Regions from separate parts of the Ovis aries genome. Here region 2 is linked to region 1. Evidence: chromatin contacts called from public Hi-C data. All regions are on one chromosome and are shown on one strand. Each heading gives the region's core, a stretch centred on a gene start, on an enhancer-like site or on the middle of the called end of the contact. The rest is flanking DNA. Distances are from core to core; before and after follow the strand shown. Region 1 holds the start of FOXP1 (forkhead box P1). Region 2 overlaps FOXP1 (forkhead box P1).

Region 1 (7,888 bases), core at 3,878-6,377:
CATTGTCAGGTGCAGTGCCCATGCTGCAGGCCAGCACATTTCATTTTGCATAGCAAGGCTGTAGATTGTTCTTACACCTGTGGCAGGTAGGATAAAGCTGCTCATACTCCCTTTAAGAATCTCCATTTATCAACATGTTGCACTCTGAATGTTCACGGCTTAACGGATCATAACAGCTTTTTGGAGTGGAGGTACTTGGCCAAATACTTCATTGTGCATATCAACAACTTCTTTCACAAGCACCAATTTACAAAAAAAAAAAAAAAAAACCATAAAAATATTTACAGGCCATGATTACATTTATTGAACTATACCCTTAAAAGAAAACAGGAAATGCAATCTCTGTAACTAAAGCCCCTCTCTGTGATTAAAACCTCAGAAAATGCACTATTGTCTCTAGTTTGAATGCTGAGCCTCTTAACAAGTTTTGGCATTGGGGAAGCCTCTTTGAAAGCTGGGATCTTTTACCATTGCTTGACTAGCTTTTCAAGCCATTCAGTTATCAGATGTGGTTTGTTTCAGAATGCCTGATGGTGTTGTATAAAGGGGTCCCTCAGTATCTGAGGAGACTGGTTCCAGGACCTTGCTCAGATACCCAAGTAGGTGGAGGCTCAAGTCCCGTACAGTATATCCTCCACAGGGGCTGGTTCTGCATTCACAGATTCAACCGGCAGCATCCACGAAACCGTGGGTTGAATAGGTGGATACAGAACCAATGGGTACAGAGTGCCAACCGTACTTTATTTTTAAACTTTGTTTTGGTTCCAAATACTTCCCATACTTTAAAAACCATACTTTAAAAACGGAGATCCTCTGTTGGTTTTTGGTATGGACAGAGAGCCACATCACAACCCAGAGAACACACTTCTTTTGCCACTTACTGTGAAACATGTGATTTTCATTAGCCATTTTTCTCTTCTTGGAAGGAAACGCAGGAGTAGAAGCCTTCATTTAGAGTATTCGGAACACGTTTACAACCTTTCCCTTTCCCCCATGTCCCTCTTCTCCTCCCTTTCTCTCCTTCCCTCCTTTCTCCACTGTGTTTACCGGTACCTGGATGTCTGCCACACCTGGGGTAGAGGAGAGGGAGGAGGTAAGCGGGGGATCTTGGCTTTGGCTCTCAGTTGCTGTCCTACTTATAAATGGCTATATGGGTTGGCTATTTGGGAGAAGGTTAAATGATTTCTGAGGAGGGGTGGCCCATCTCTTTGGTAAAGTGAAGAGTATGAGATGGGAATACAAAAGGAGCCAGGACACCTGGATTCTAATCCTTGTTTAGCCACTCACCAATTATTTGGCCTTGGAGGGCAATTTAACCTCCCTGGGTTCCAGCTTCCTAATCTGTAATTTGATATACATACTTGGTTATGCCTATTTCTCAGAGTGTAGGAGTCTTATCACTGGGATGGCATGAGATAACATTGAATCACATATTCTTGGCAATCACTTTCATTTCTTTCTGGTTGTTCAAACAACATCAATAGCAACAAAAAGAAAACTATTCTCTGTTGACATGCATTAACATTTTCCCGGGACTTGTCACTTTTCTGTTTAAAATTTTTGTTAATTTTAGTTTTTTGACCTCTCTTTCTTTCTAACAAAGAAAAATCAGCAACTTTGTTTTTACTGTGATTGTTTTTAATTTATGGAGACTGGGAAATATGATTCCCCATTTAATGTAGTAATAGAAAAATAAAAGTTGGTTACTTTACAGAAAAATAGTATATTTATAATAATGGTACTTCAGTGAGTACAGTATTAGTTATTTTCTAAACTTAAAAAGATTCAGGTATCCCATTAACTGGTTGATGTCCACACAAGTTTCTGTTCCCTAAAAATGTGCATATATTCATTGACACAGTATTTGCAGAACAAAGTTGGTGTTACATATAATTAACAGTATGTGGCAAGGCACTCAAATGTTCTGAGACCGTTGGGGAAATTTTGGCCACAATTAACTATAGTTTGCTGATTTGGAATTTACAATTTTTTCCTATTACTTAAACTATAACAAAATGGGAACAAGCACCTTTGCCTTAGTATAATTAAAAATGAAATTATGTCAGGAACATGTTTTAAAAAGGAATTTCTATTTGTTTTACCACCAAAAGGTGGCGTCCTACCCCCATGCCCTTTATTTAAAAACCCTTCTTGCTTTAATTTAACAAAAAGAAACTTCTAGTTGATTACTGATAAAGAAATTAAAATGTGCTCCTTATGAATGTAACGTGACAGTGTTGAAAATGAACTATATGTTAAACTGCAGTTAAGTTTCCCTCTAATGTAAGCCAAATGGGCATGGAAGTCTTTAATACGGCAGCACATTAGACAGTATTATTACAAAATTGGGTACAATATATCATGGGATTTACAGCCAGGATTTCCTTTTGTCTGCAAAACTTGTTGCCAGTCTGATTTTGGCCCCCACTTTCAGGTGAATGTAAGAAAGTTAAAATGCAGAATAAGATCAGTGGTAACCTAAAGATCTCCTTTAGTATGGCAATGCTAATAATTTAAAAAAAACACACACACACAAAACTCACTATTTGATCTGAAAACAAGATCAGAGCATGAATTGTTCTTTAGAGATGATGAATAAATTTGTCATATTGAAATAAATTGCTATTCCCCTGAGTTATAATTTTGCAACCCAACATATACCATAACATGTTATATCGGGCATAAACACTGTAGAAATGAAAAACATCATCACATCCCCAGCCAACAACCCTCCATAGACTGGCTACTTTGTAGATTTCCATTTACTTCCATGTAAATTCAGCATATGGAATTTCCAGTGATGGTAATGGGTGGTAAAGGGTTGTTCATAGTGTTAACTGAGAAGACAAAGCTTTTATATAATTGTCTAGTACATGGTAAGGATTCAATAAATATTAGATGTTATCACTGACAGATGTAGACTGTGAGCTCCTCAAGGGCAGAAATTTTATGTATTTTTGCATCCCTCAGTGCCTACTATATGGTCTAGAACATAGTAGGTGTGTCATGTCTTAATTTCTTGAATCAAAGAACACAACTCTAGCCTCTAGGAAGCTAGGAAGTGCTGCAGGAACTGAAACACATTTTCTTTATCTCGATTCTAGTCTAAAGATCTGATGGATGGTTTTGCCTGGATAGCCTAGCGTCTTACACAGCATGCATTCAACAAGAATTCTACTGTGTTGTAATTACCTTAGCATGGTCTCCCTGTCTCTGGCTTTATTCTGTAGCATGAGTGAATGATTTTTTTTTTTTACTTGCAAAACAGATACAATTTTAAAATGGTAGTCTTATGCTATTGTTGAAATTGAGATTTAGAATTCTTCAGTAAATGAATGTTTTAAAATATTTGTATACAGACAGTATCCAAAAAATTGATAATAACTCTTTTTCAGAATATTGGTTATCTACAACTGCCCCAGCCAGGCTAAAGACCAGAGAGATAATACTTACCCTCCCCACCAGGTCTTCCCCCCTTCCCCCATTGTCTCCTCACCTCCCAAGTACTTTGTAGGAATCCACAGGACTGGCTGCCAATATATTCTCATAAAGAGTTACCCTGCTATACCACCCAGCCGGTAGCTGGAAATGCTGGTATGTTAGCGGCATCTGAGGTTAAGAGTCTGAAAAAATTATTTCTGTTAAAAACAATAACAAACCATAGAGCCATGTATCTTTCCAAGTCACAGTGTGGAAACAGAAAGTCATCTTCCTTCTCTATTTGTATTGATGATAGTGAAAGAAATGCTTGTGTCTTTTGTTTTGTACATGTATATTTCAAAATATTTAATCCAGGCTCCTAATTTACTCCTTCAAATTTCTAAATTCCACCAAACTTCAAAGCAACAAAAAGAAAAAAAGTCTCACCTTTTCAAAGAATTGGACAAAGCTTTTTACATGTGACTGATCTCTGGGAGAGAAGGTAATTTGTGTTAAACAACTGATTGACATTCTAGCCCCCTGGGCGTTTTCCTAAGAGAAACCGTGGCAAGAACAGAGCTCCCAACGCAGCCACTTTCCCCTGAAGTGGATCTAACTACACATTCCTGCAGTGACTCTGAGAAGGAAGGACGGGGAAGCGTCCCACATTACACTCTCCTGCTTCAGAAATACAGGGGGAAAAACCCCTCGCTGGCTGGTTTCTCTTTCTTGCAAACAGGGGTTTGTCCTCCTGCTGAACTTTCACCTTCCGAACTCGCCTTCTTTCATTGGACAAAGTACAGAAAGAAAGAGGAGAGACCGAGGGAGGACGGGAGAGAAGGAGAAAGGGGGTTGAAAACACCACCCCCTCCCCCTCCTTCAACTGTCACTGATGGCAAAACACTTTCACTTTTAACTGGAGGAAACTCACATCCCTGTCTATCCTCTCCTCTTCCTTCTGTATTTTTAGCTCAGAAACCAAGCAAATAGCCGTCGCCTTACGATCTTCGTCCCTAGTTGCTAACACTCTCCCTCTCGCTTTTTTCCCCAGGGTCTGAATGGGCCCCCCTTTCCCCTCTTCTGAGGAATCCCCCTCCCCCATGCCCCTTGTTTTCCAGGTCTTTCTTGCCTGATTCCTCTTTTGCCAGGGACTGCTCTGGCGTGGCCCTCCTCTCTCTCGGGTCTGCAGGCTCTGCCTCCCTCTCTCCCATCCAGCCTGGACGCCCCTCACTCCTACCTCTCTGTTCCCCTTGCCCCCAATTCCCACCTCCCCCAGCCCTGCTTTGGCAACTGCGATTTTTTTTTTTTTTTTTTTGCTGCAAGCCTTGTTGTTTACCCAGCAGGTGGATGTGACGTCAGGGACGCACAACAGCAAAAAATAACAACATCTCCCTCCGCGACGTGTTGGCCTCGCGCGCGCCTTATTTATTTATTTGTTCCGGGGGTGGGGGCGGGCACCAGCACCTAAGTGGCTTGGGGAAGGAGGGTGAGCAGGCTCAGGCCCGGGGGTGGTTTGTGGGCGCGTGAGGTGGAGAAGGGGCCCAGGCTGGATGTCAGGGGTGGGAGCAGGCTGGGGAAAGCCCCGGCCCGACGCCGTCCGCGCCTCTGCGGCCGCCGCCACCACTGGCGCTAGCTGGGCTCCGGGAAGCTAGTCCGGAGCGGAGGAATCTATTGTTATTTATTGTGTGGCGGTTTCATGCTGTACTCGCGCGGCCCGGCCCTCGCCCGGGAGTGCGTGTGTATGTGTGTGTCTGTGTGTGTGTGTGTGTGTATATGTGCGCGCGCGCGCGCGTGTGTGACCAAGTGAGTGTGTTTGCGGGGGTGCGCGCGCGGGCGGGAGTGGGCGCGCTCGGGGAAAGGCCCGAAAACACCTTAGTTTGCACCGAGAGACCATTTGCAGCGGGTGAGTTTGTATTTTTCCATTTCTGCTCCACTTTTTCCCAAGCCGCCTCCTGCCTTGTTTCCGACCACTTTAAACAACAAAAACAACAACCAAAAAAAAAAAAAAAAGAAAGAAAGAAAGAAAAGAAAAATATCTACTTTCCATCTCCCGGCTCCACGGCTCCACGTGCATCTCCCCCAGCCCTCCCCAGAGGCAGCCTCTCTCTTCCCAGGGTCAGGGCCAGGCTCTGGGGTGGGTGGGGGCTGCGAGTCGCCTGGGGGTGGAGGGGTTTCCAGGGGCACTGCTCTCTTGGGTGCATTTCCATAAGTCAAATGGGGGGTGGGGCGGCGAAGGCAGCGGCGAGGAGGCAATCTCGCCTTCCCCTTGGCCCCTTCACGCGTTGTTCTGCACTCGCCGTGGGGAGAGAAATCGATAAGCCCAGGCGGCCTGGTGTAACTTTCAGTGTCCGTTGTTGGGGTGCCTTCCGAGTAGCTGCCGGGAGGGCGCAGGGCCCGGGGTCAGGTCCACGGCGGGAGGGGGGCGCGCTGCTGGGTGCTTCTCGAGCCCAAAGTTTGCACTTAGAGCAAACTTTTTCCCTTCGCTCAACTGCTAGTGTTTGTCCCCTCTGTGCCCAGGGGCTGCTCCGTGGGCCTCAGCAGAATGACTGGGGATGTCCGCGCCCTAGGCCCCGCGGCTGGGGACGTCTCTAGTGCTACGCACGCCGCGTCCCGACCTCGATGGCGGGGACACTCCTCTGTCGCACCCCAGAGCCCAGAAAACTCAAAACACATACCCGCACACCCTCAGCTAGACACGTACCCCTCACGCGCTCGGCCCAGCGAACTCAGCCTCCCTGCCAGGGATCCGCGACTGCCGTGGCCAGCTCCGCGAGTGAGAGTGGGAGCAGGGCGCGCTGCGGGTCGTCGCCGCGCGCGGATTCCTCTCCACGCCATCACATGCACTTTCTGGGTGTACTCCCCTCTTAAGAACGGGGGTGGAGGGGATTTCCCAAGCCTCGATATGTCCTGAGACGTGCGCGAGTCGCCGCGTCCCTTTGGCGCTGTCCCGGCAGCCGATGGCTCTCTGTTCCTCGTCTGCGCGCCGCCTTCTTCCCGAGCTCCCGGCGCTCCATTCGTGCCCCGCAGAGAGGATTCAGCTGAGCCAGCCCGCGAGCCGGGCGGCCGTGCGCCTCGGGTGGGGACCGAGGTGGCGGCGCCGGGAGCCGAGGGGTTTGCCAGTTGCTGCAGGGTCGCGGTCATTCACTGCCTCCGCCTCCCCTCGCCCCCGCCTTCTGCCCCCCCTCCTTCCCAGACGCTGCTGCGCTCGGAAACTTTGATTCCTTCTCCTTTTTGGCCCTAGGCTAGTCCCCCTCCCCACCTGTTGTGAGCTCCACCTTGGTCCCTGGAGACTGGCGGTGACACACGCGGGCGCAAGGGAGCTTCGCGCCCAGAAACAAAGTCTCATGCCCCCCCCCCCCCCACAAGTGTTTGCTAAGAAATCTCTGCCTGCAACACCCCCCCCCCCCGCAATCGCCCCCCATTGCCGCGCAGCTCCCGCCCCCTGTTAGAATAAGGACTAAATAAACAGTTGTAACTCCAAACCTTGCGACTGCGATCTTATCCCGATCCCACCCCTCCCCCTTTCCTCCCCCCTCCTTTTTTGTTGTTGCAACTTTGTAAGATCCCGGGTAAGGTGCTGAGACTTTGGCTCCGTCCGATTCCCTGTCTCGGGATCCTTGCAGGGAATCCCTGAGCCACATTCTCTCTTCCCTCCACGCGCGCTTGTGGGTCCTTTGGGCCCGACGCCCTCTCAGCCTTGGCCCCCCAGCTCACTCATCTTTCCCGCCCCACTCCATTTCCCCCAACCTGCACCGAGAAGACTTGCTGACGGTCACCCCGGTTTCTTGTCAACCGCAGAACCCGAAAGTTTGCAAGAGGAAGAGAGCGTGTGGCGAGCAAGCGGGCCAGGGGCAGCGGCAGCGGCGCCGGGGACCATGGTGCTGCCGGCGCCTCCTCCGCGGGCGTGAAGGCGGCGCTCCCACTCCCTCCCCGGTCTCCGCGGGTAAGTCGAGGCGGCTACGGCCGCGGGCGGGTGCGCAGGGTCTAGGGACACCTTAGAGCTTTGGGTTGCGCCCGGGGGTTTTCTGTGCCCAAAGCCTCAGCATGGGCGGCGCGAGCGCAGCGATCTGGCGCCGGAGCCAGGAATGCGCCTGTCCTCAAGCCGGTAGGTGCTTCGAAATATTGGACTTTCTCCTTTTTCCCCCTTTTCTTTCCAAAATCCGAAAATCTAGAGATCAAAGTTTAGCGTGGAGTATAAAGTGCTCTGATAAAATATGATGACATCCCTCGCTCCCCTTCTCACCCTTCTCCCGCGCCCCCCCCCCCTTTAACTATTAATTATTTCCAAGTCATTGTGTCCAAATACCCTTGCCGGGCTGATTACAAAGTGTATTGATTTAGTCTGGGCTCATCCTACGCGTTCGTTTTAATTCCTTTTCTTTTGCTCAACCAGAAAACCCGAAATGAAACTTATTTGTTCCTCTGTGCACCCCCTGCCCGCAGCCTTCGAGGCTTGGACAGAATAATG
Region 2 (7,888 bases), core at 3,524-6,023, 510 kb after region 1:
TGCTGTTTGGTAGGTAATCATGACAATGATGAGGGAGTATACGGTGGGGCCTCGCCATTTCAGAAGGCTGGCCAGAGCAAGGGAGTATGTGCCAAACCGGGAAGCAGGCAGGAGTTGCATGAGGCAGAGAAGAAAGCTGGAGGGCAGAACAGGTTGGCAGGGCAATGGGATGGAGAATGGATAAGAAAGAGCGTCAGAAAACAGTGCACCACGAGCTCCCTGATTCCAGAGGTCTGGCCTGTTGGGTTGTGACATTACATAGATGTGTCTTGACCCATCTCAAAAATTGGACATCACTGAATTTAATTAAGATCAATTAGACATTCCTCCTATTGTTCAAACACACAATACCTTATTTGTCTGAAGAGAACAAAGTTCTGTATGACCTGAAAGCTTCCTGCTTCTCTATTGCTTTTCCTCACGAGGAATGAAATGCCATTTAAAACACTAAAAAGTAAATAATAGGCCTGCTGGCTGGACTGTATGCGCTTCTGTATGCATTTTCTTAAGATGAGACTCACTAGATCTCAGAAAGAATCTAACATCTCTGGGATGCTATGCTTCCTTGCAAATTTCTTTCTTCATCCAGCCCAAACTTTATCTGTGGCTTCAACTTGAGACGGAAATGCCAGCCCTCACCAGTAGTTACCTGGCACATAATGCTTTCCTGTCTCCTTTCTGATACAAAGCAAAGAGAATCAGGTGAATGGCTTGTGAGGTTGGACCAGAAATTCAGAGAAAATAGTTTTAGAGGGAGCAGGCGTAATGCAAAGAGACAGCTTTGATGGTTAAAGAAGAGGAAAAAAGTCACAAGGACAGACGAGATAAACATGTGTGAAAGTCAGGCGGTTTTAGCCCATCCTGTAAGGCCCCAACTTAATTCAGCAAGTCCTAAAGCTTGTTAGTGACTTACTCAGTGGACCACGAGTTGTTGGTGTTTCATAGGGTTTGTGACCTAGAGAGGATCAGAAGAAGAGCTTTTGAGTTGTTTTCCAAAAAAACATCTTTTCCCTCCCTTTGTTCCCTGTTTTTCTGTTGACACGACAGTGTCCAAGATTCCAGAGCTCTCAGATCCTGTTTATATTTTTAAACTATACTCTTGGTAGTTTTATTTATGACATTAATTGTAAGCTAAAAGGCACCCAGAAATTAGTCTTCTGCTAGGGCAAAATGTGTACCGGACACGTAATGAGTAGTTAGTTGCAATCATTGTTGTCATTATTACTAAAGAAAACATGGAGAGTATCTTAGCCATCTTCCTTTTTGTTTAGGTGAAATATGAAGTCTCATAGAGGTGAGGTGATGTGCCCACGATTGCATGTGAGCTCATGCAAAGTCTTTAGTAGACCCCAGCGTCCTGTCTAATATTCCTGCATCATCTCAGGCTTAAATAGACCACTTGAGGCTGCTCTGGACTAGAAGAGATTTGCTTACCTTTTAGGGGCCAATGGGAGAGTCCCAGTTTGAAATTGTTTGGGGAACTCCCTGAACCTTCAAAGAGTGGGAAGTGGATGCTAAAGGGCTTGGACCTTAATGTCCTGCCTCAGCCTCTGCCCCTGGACCCTTACACATCTCCTCTCTTCCCAATCTCCCTCTTCCATCCCTGCCCCTGCCAAGAACTGGCCTCATCACTTTCCTCTAGGAGAGAAGGCAAATCTTTGAATTTTTATATGGTTTCTATTAAAGGTAGAGTTGTGTGTGTGTAATCAGTGACTATTAAGGAAAGAAAAGCCATAGAAAAGATTTTCTGTGTAGCCGTTTCTATGCCACACAGTGTGGAAGGTAATTATCTTTGGAGGGGATTCCACAGCCCTGCACGGGCTTCCCCGGTGTAAGATTTATCATCGGCTGGATTGGGTGTTCTTTTTAAGAGCATTTACTCAGCATCTAAAGCGCCGTCAAGAGCGCTACTTCCTGAATGCTTCCGAGGTTGCAACTGCTAAGCTGCATCTGCCCATCTTGGAGATGTATTTTTGAAATGGGATGCAGGGATTTATAAGGCCTCGTGCTTCCCGTTGATACTGACAGGGGGTGCCTCGTTCAAGCCTTGCTCGCTGCCACAGAAATTCTCCCGATGCCCAGAGCCCTCCTCCCTGCCTGCCTGGCCCGCACACCAGGGCACCTGTCTTGGGGATCGGGCCTGGGAGCACATCCTGTTGTTGGGGGGGTGGGACTCGTGCCAGCTCATCAATCTCAGAGTTAACTGTTGTCTTACTTAAACAAAGGATAGACACGAAGGTTCTTCTCTACCCACCCACCCCTATCCCCCGCTTCCTTTTATATGAGTCTTACGAATGCCAGAGGAAAAGTTGAGCCGTGAGCCAGCTAAATATACTGTATCATGAAACCTTAGGGACCACTGAAATGGGAACAGTGGCCCTTTACTGCTAAGAAGGTGTTTTATTGAAAATGCACTGACATACCTCTCCCCGGAGAGGGAGCAAAAGAGAAGGCAAGATGCCTGGCAGTAATACAGGTTGTTCTCTTAGGCGAGCTAAAATATAGAGTTTGGCACTCCTGTGCTCCAAGCCAGCCGGCAATAGAGTAGACGGATGTGCATTTTTACACTGGAAGTGCCATATTTCACCCAGGGCACCCCCTCCTCCCCATTTTTTTAAGTATCTTAATTTATATATTCCAGTTAATAGTTCATTGCATGGCCTTTCTCTCTCCAGTTTTTAAAAATTGTCTTTGAAATAAGTTGAGGTAGTCAAAAATATCCTGGTCCTGGCAAGCTTACCAGCAGAGGGCAGACGTAAAGAAGGTTTGGACAGGAGGGTGTGCCAGCCTAGGGTCACAGGAGGGTGGCGTGACCTGGGAGGGAGACCTGCAAGCATTGTTCGGAGGGCAGGATGGAACATGCTCCCTCTGCCTCTCTGCAGGCCTGCTGTACACCTCTGGTCTCCGGAAAAACTGACTTTCCTGCCTAGAGGTGGCCAGTGCCTTGAAGTGATACTCAGCAATTTCTACATAATGAAACGTATAAAAAAATACTCAAATATCACGTCATCGCCCGAGACCCATGTCTTCTTTTCCCCTTCAGTGACCCAGTCCTGCTTATGCCTAAAATCGAGAGTTTGCATGTGGGTGTCATCAACCCTGTCACTCTTGGGAGGGGACATAAGGATTCCTGCTTGATGGCGACAGTGATTCTTCCTTCCTGATGCCTGAAGGATGAAGCTCTTTGGGAAATGCCCTCCTGCCCTGAAACATGTCCCTTTTTGAAACTTTTGAGCAACTTGGTGTAATCAGTTCTAATCTTATGGTAGAAGCAGTCCAGTAATACATTGTTTTTTTGTTGTTGTTTAGTTGCTAAGTTGCATCCAACTCTTCCATGACCCCATGGACCATAGCCCACCAGGCTCCTCTGTCCATGACATTTTCCAGGCAAGACTACTGGAGTGGTTGCCCTTTCCTCCTCCAGGGGATCTTCCCAACCCAAGGACTGAACCGGTGTCTCCTGCTTTGGCAGATGGATTCTTTACCACTGAGCCACCAGGGAAGCTGTCCAGATACACTGTACATTATATTAAAACAAGAGATTATATTATAGTTTGAGCACAAATGAAAGAGATTGATTTGTTGCTGTCAATCAGATGCAGAGTTTGCAGTAGATGTTGGCCATTTTTTTTTCCAGACATGATTTTGCTTACCAGTGACAATCTATGAATATCTTTACATTTCAAGTGAGGGATTTTTTTTTTTGGAGAGGGTGGTAAATGTTTTCTGTACCTTATGTGCTCATCATATTCTTAAGTTACCTGAATGTTGACGTGTCAGGGGGTGTATCTAGGAAATTAAACTAGGAACAATTGCATAATAAAATGTTGCATTAAATGGAGATGCTCATGGCAGTTTAGAGGATGTCAGGGAGAGAAATTTAAACTCCTATGCAAGAGTGAGAACTCACCGTCTTTTCCCTTGGCCAAAGGAGAGCAGAAGAAAACATAATTGCTTTCACTATCCATACAGACATAACAATGACATAAACAATATCAATATGGAGCTAACCACCTTTGCTCCCTGGAGATGGATGATGTATTAATTTATATTTTTAAGTAAAAGCACCACTTAAATCAAGAAGGAATGGCAGGTCCTTGGAGACAAATGCCCAAATCTCAGGAATCAGGCATGGCTGTTGCAATTTAGTTTCTCTAATTGGCTGACAGTTGGTGGTCTTTGGAGACATGAGAAATACTAAACCCAGGCTTCTCTGGAGAGACTTCTCTTCCCTGGGCAGGTCAGGAAGCCCATCCTGGAGCGAGGGCATACGATTTTGTGTTCCTGTTGTTTCTGCATTTTCTCCTAGAGCAACAGAATCAGTCGGTTCAGTCTCTTTAAGTTCTGTCATCTCTGAATGTGTTCTGGGTGCTCCATGAAAGTAACTGGAAAAGAAAAAGGAAATAAGTGTTCAAGCAAGGGTTGTCTGGACGAAGATGGGGAATTAAGAAGTTGGCCCCTCAGAATTCCCTGGCTGTCCAGTGGATAGGACTTCTCGCTTCTCCCACAGAAGGTATGGGTTTGATCCCTGGCTGGGGATCCCTAGCTGGGTGGTGTGGCCAATAATTTTTCCAACCCATCAAATTATTTATCAGTTTTTATTTTATTCCCTCTTGCAGGGACTATCTGGCGATAATTCCTTCCTGGTAGAGATAACTGACTTGATCTGAGGAGGCGTGTTGCTCTCAGGGTTGCTAGAAATATGTGAGCCAGTGTCCAGTGACATGCCCTTCTTCTGATTATTGCCAAGCAGTTTCTGGCAAAGCAGGGCCTCAGTTGGTGCTTAGGACCATGTGGGCCTGGCAGTGTGGCTGCTGTTTCCTCCACCGCTATGCCGTCCATCAGAACCTGGGAGTGACGTCCTGACGAGACGCTGCTTCCGACCCTTCCTTCAATACCTCTGCTCTCCATTCTCAGCTCTGAATGGGCAGTAAAACCTTTCACTTCTTCTGTGTTCAGGGCCAAGGCTCACAGAACCAAATATAATACATGATTTGAGTCCCAGGTGTGTTATTTGGTGGTTAGAGTTTGGTGTGGGATCACAGTAATCTGTCCTTAAGTACACAGCCAGCTGCACAATGGACTCATTTAGCAACTGACAGGTTTCTTAATATGTGGTGTCTGAACAAGGGCTGTATCTGTTGTGGGTGTTAGGATGTGGGCATCAAAAATATTTTTAAGTGCAGCATTTAGCATTTCCTTCACTCTTCCTTAAACATTAACTCTTCCCCCGCCCCTCTCAGGTGTTCACTTTATAATATCACCGCCTCTCTTTTTCTGGGACTGTTCAGTGTCCTGTTCCCCTTGTGGTCCGTGGAGCTAGGTATATTTGATTCTTTAAAAAATAAAAATAAAAAATCACTTTGCCTTCCTCAACTGCAGCTTCCTCCTTAAATGGAGATTGCAATTTCTGTTCAAGTTGTGACAACTCAGTGAGCCCCTGTGTCGGAGTAACCCATTCTAAAGCCCGCCCCTCAATCCAGACTCTTCTAAAAGTCCCCCAATTGAACATGCAAATGCTACTGTTTTTATTTTTAATTATTTTCTTTTCTTTTTTTTTTTTTTGCCTTTCTGATCCAGCCTTTCCAGAATGACCTGGCAGTCATAAAATAAATGAATGGCATTAAGTCAGTCTCCTAAGTCACTGTAGCTTTTAACATTCTGTTGTTTTCCAGCCATGGAAAGCTCTGGTTCTCACAGAATCTCAGGCATGGGGCAGCTAGACAGGACCAGATGGAAATGGATCTTGAGAGCCCAGAATTAACGAAGTGACCTGGGCATATAAAGCTTATCCAGGTTTATCTCTGATGGTACATTTCCTTGCCTAGAAGTAGTCTCTGAGTCACCCTGTCATGTTTGGAGAGAGGGTGGGAAGGGCCCCAGGTGGCCTCTGCATATGCTAGGCCACTTCCCTCTTTATGCTGTTACCTCCCGCCTTGCCCCAGACATCAGTCCCCTAAACACCAGCTCCCCATGGGGCCTCCGAACCTCTCCTGCTCCACTCATCTCCCCCTGCTCTGCGGTCTCAGGGTGCTTAATGCCACCATCATGCAATTTAGTACTTGTGTAACCACCACGTTGCATCACTCTCTAATTATTTTGTGCAAGGCTCGTCTCCACAGCTGGGTCACAAGCGTCTGTAATATTTGTTGTTTGTTTGTTTGTTGTTTGGATGTTCCTGGAGACAATCAGCTTTTAAACACTAACCTGCCAAGAAGGTAGTCCAACTTGTAAAAGCATCCTTGAGTTTTACGTATGTCTCTTAAAGAATGTCTTAAAAAAAAAAGCATTGCCTCTTTAAAGGGGACCCTGATGTTGTTCACAGACATTAAATCTGTAAGGAATTTTAATACCATTGAAAAAAATGACATGTGGATTTTGAAATGAGTATTTCTCCTCTCTCACTGTGCCTTGGTTGGAGAGAACTTCCTATATTTTTATTTCCTGTCTTTGGGGCCCTGCCAGCCCCTACCGAAGGAGGAGGGCCTTGTCTCTTGTCTCTTTTAAGAGTCAGAACTCTACTGATTCATGGTACACTGGCAGATTTAAGGCCCCTCTCCCCAAAAAAGAATGCCCTTGGTTCTCTATTGAATATTCATGACAGGGTGGGGTCACATTTTTGTGACCTGAAAAATCCCATTAATAAATTTGTTATCTAACACAAAAACACTTTAGGGTGGAGCACGGACTGTGCTGCACCCATTTAACATCTGATCATAAGTTGACAGTCAACTGGCGCTTTTGTCTCTTTTGCTGCCAGATTAATGGGGGAATTGCTTGCTTCCCAGCTGACCTGATTGAAATTCAGATATTTGCTTGATTGGAAATATTATCAATATGCTTTCTGGTGTATAGTTTAACACCTCAAATGGAAAAATACTTTCAAGTAAAACTGAAATTACTGGGTTAGGATTTGTGGCCCTTTTTTTTTTTTTTTTAATTGAGGGAAAACATAATCATTGATGTCACAACCACTTTTTGCCTCGAATATTTTGAGAAAAACAAAAACGTTAGAGTCTTGTTTGTTTTGTAAGTATAGGCCAAAAGTTTTCCTCTAAATTGAACAAAGGTAAATTAGGTGATTTCTAGAGCTGCCGAAAGTGACTAAATTAACCTGGCACTGAAACCGGGCCAGTTGAGCCAACAAAGTTTAGCATATTGGTGACTATTTTTTTTCCTCTCACACTGTATTCGGCTTTAAAGAGCAGTGACTATTTCTAACAGAGGTCATCTTCAAGTGCTCCTTGAGAGTAGTCAGTGTTGTTGCTGTTGTTGTATAAATAAGACAGGGATTTAGAGAATTATTTCTTAGCGAACGAGTGGCAGATGCTTGCTTGAGCAGCTGTCGTTCTAGAGGGGAAGTAGCTTGGTTCAGCGACAAGGCACGTTGGTTGTTATTTATTCCAACCCCCGAGTCGGGTTAGTTTTCCTCTGCGCGCACAAGCAGACTTTGGCGAAGCCGACTCTAGGAAAGAAAAGGGGGGGGGGGCGGTGGATAAAAAGAGGCCAAGGCCGGGTTAACCCCAGGGCGCGAAGCGAAAGTTCTCCCGCAAAGGCCGTTTTCGAGGAAGTTCTCCGGCGCTGCTTTTGAGCCCCGCATCCCCTTCCGATTCTCAACAGTTGCTCCAAGCAGTCGGGGTGTGCGCCCGGGCGCGCCAGTTCCCCTGCTTTGCCGCTCGGGTTGCTCTGAAAGGCCGGGACAACTCTTTGTCAGTTTCCAAGAGGAAACAAACACGCCACCCCACCAAAAAGCCCCGACCCGGCAGCCCGGGCCGGAGGGAGAGACGCGCGCCGCGCCCGGCTTCCCAGACGTCAGCCAGAGGCGGGTCAAAGGGTTAACAGCAATTAAGCGGAGTTGCTCCCGAAACAAAAGCCGGGTTTCAGCAGA

Evidence for each region. A called contact is a pair of places that touch in the nucleus more often than the background predicts.
Region 2: a contact with region 1 is called in a Hi-C map of muscle, with 2.4 times the contacts expected there. The contact joins the enhancer-like site here to the promoter of FOXP1 in region 1. A contact is called at or near these places in 5 of 16 Hi-C or Micro-C datasets (muscle, omental adipose tissue, skin fibroblasts and 1 more).

The regions. Positions count from the first base shown.
Region 1 is chr19:30,118,156-30,126,043 of ARS-UI_Ramb_v3.0, forward strand. It overlaps FOXP1 (forkhead box P1), which reads left to right and starts at 5,128. Exons shown (of 21, transcript XM_060402218.1): 1 at 5,128-5,323; 2 at 7,219-7,363. It overlaps LOC121817230 (a long non-coding RNA gene), which reads right to left and starts at 6,568. Exons shown (of 2, transcript XR_006057040.2): 1 at 6,122-6,568; 2 at 1-5,390.
Region 2 is chr19:30,632,043-30,639,930 of ARS-UI_Ramb_v3.0, forward strand. All of the region lies in intron 7 of FOXP1 (forkhead box P1), which reads left to right. Among named protein-coding and RNA genes, the nearest start is that of FOXP1, 510 kb to the left of the region's middle. Within about 2 kb of position 4,774, at least 1 of the 54 cell types and tissues checked has an H3K27ac peak or open chromatin away from gene starts, as enhancers often do. A contact at or near this core is called in muscle, where this site is marked.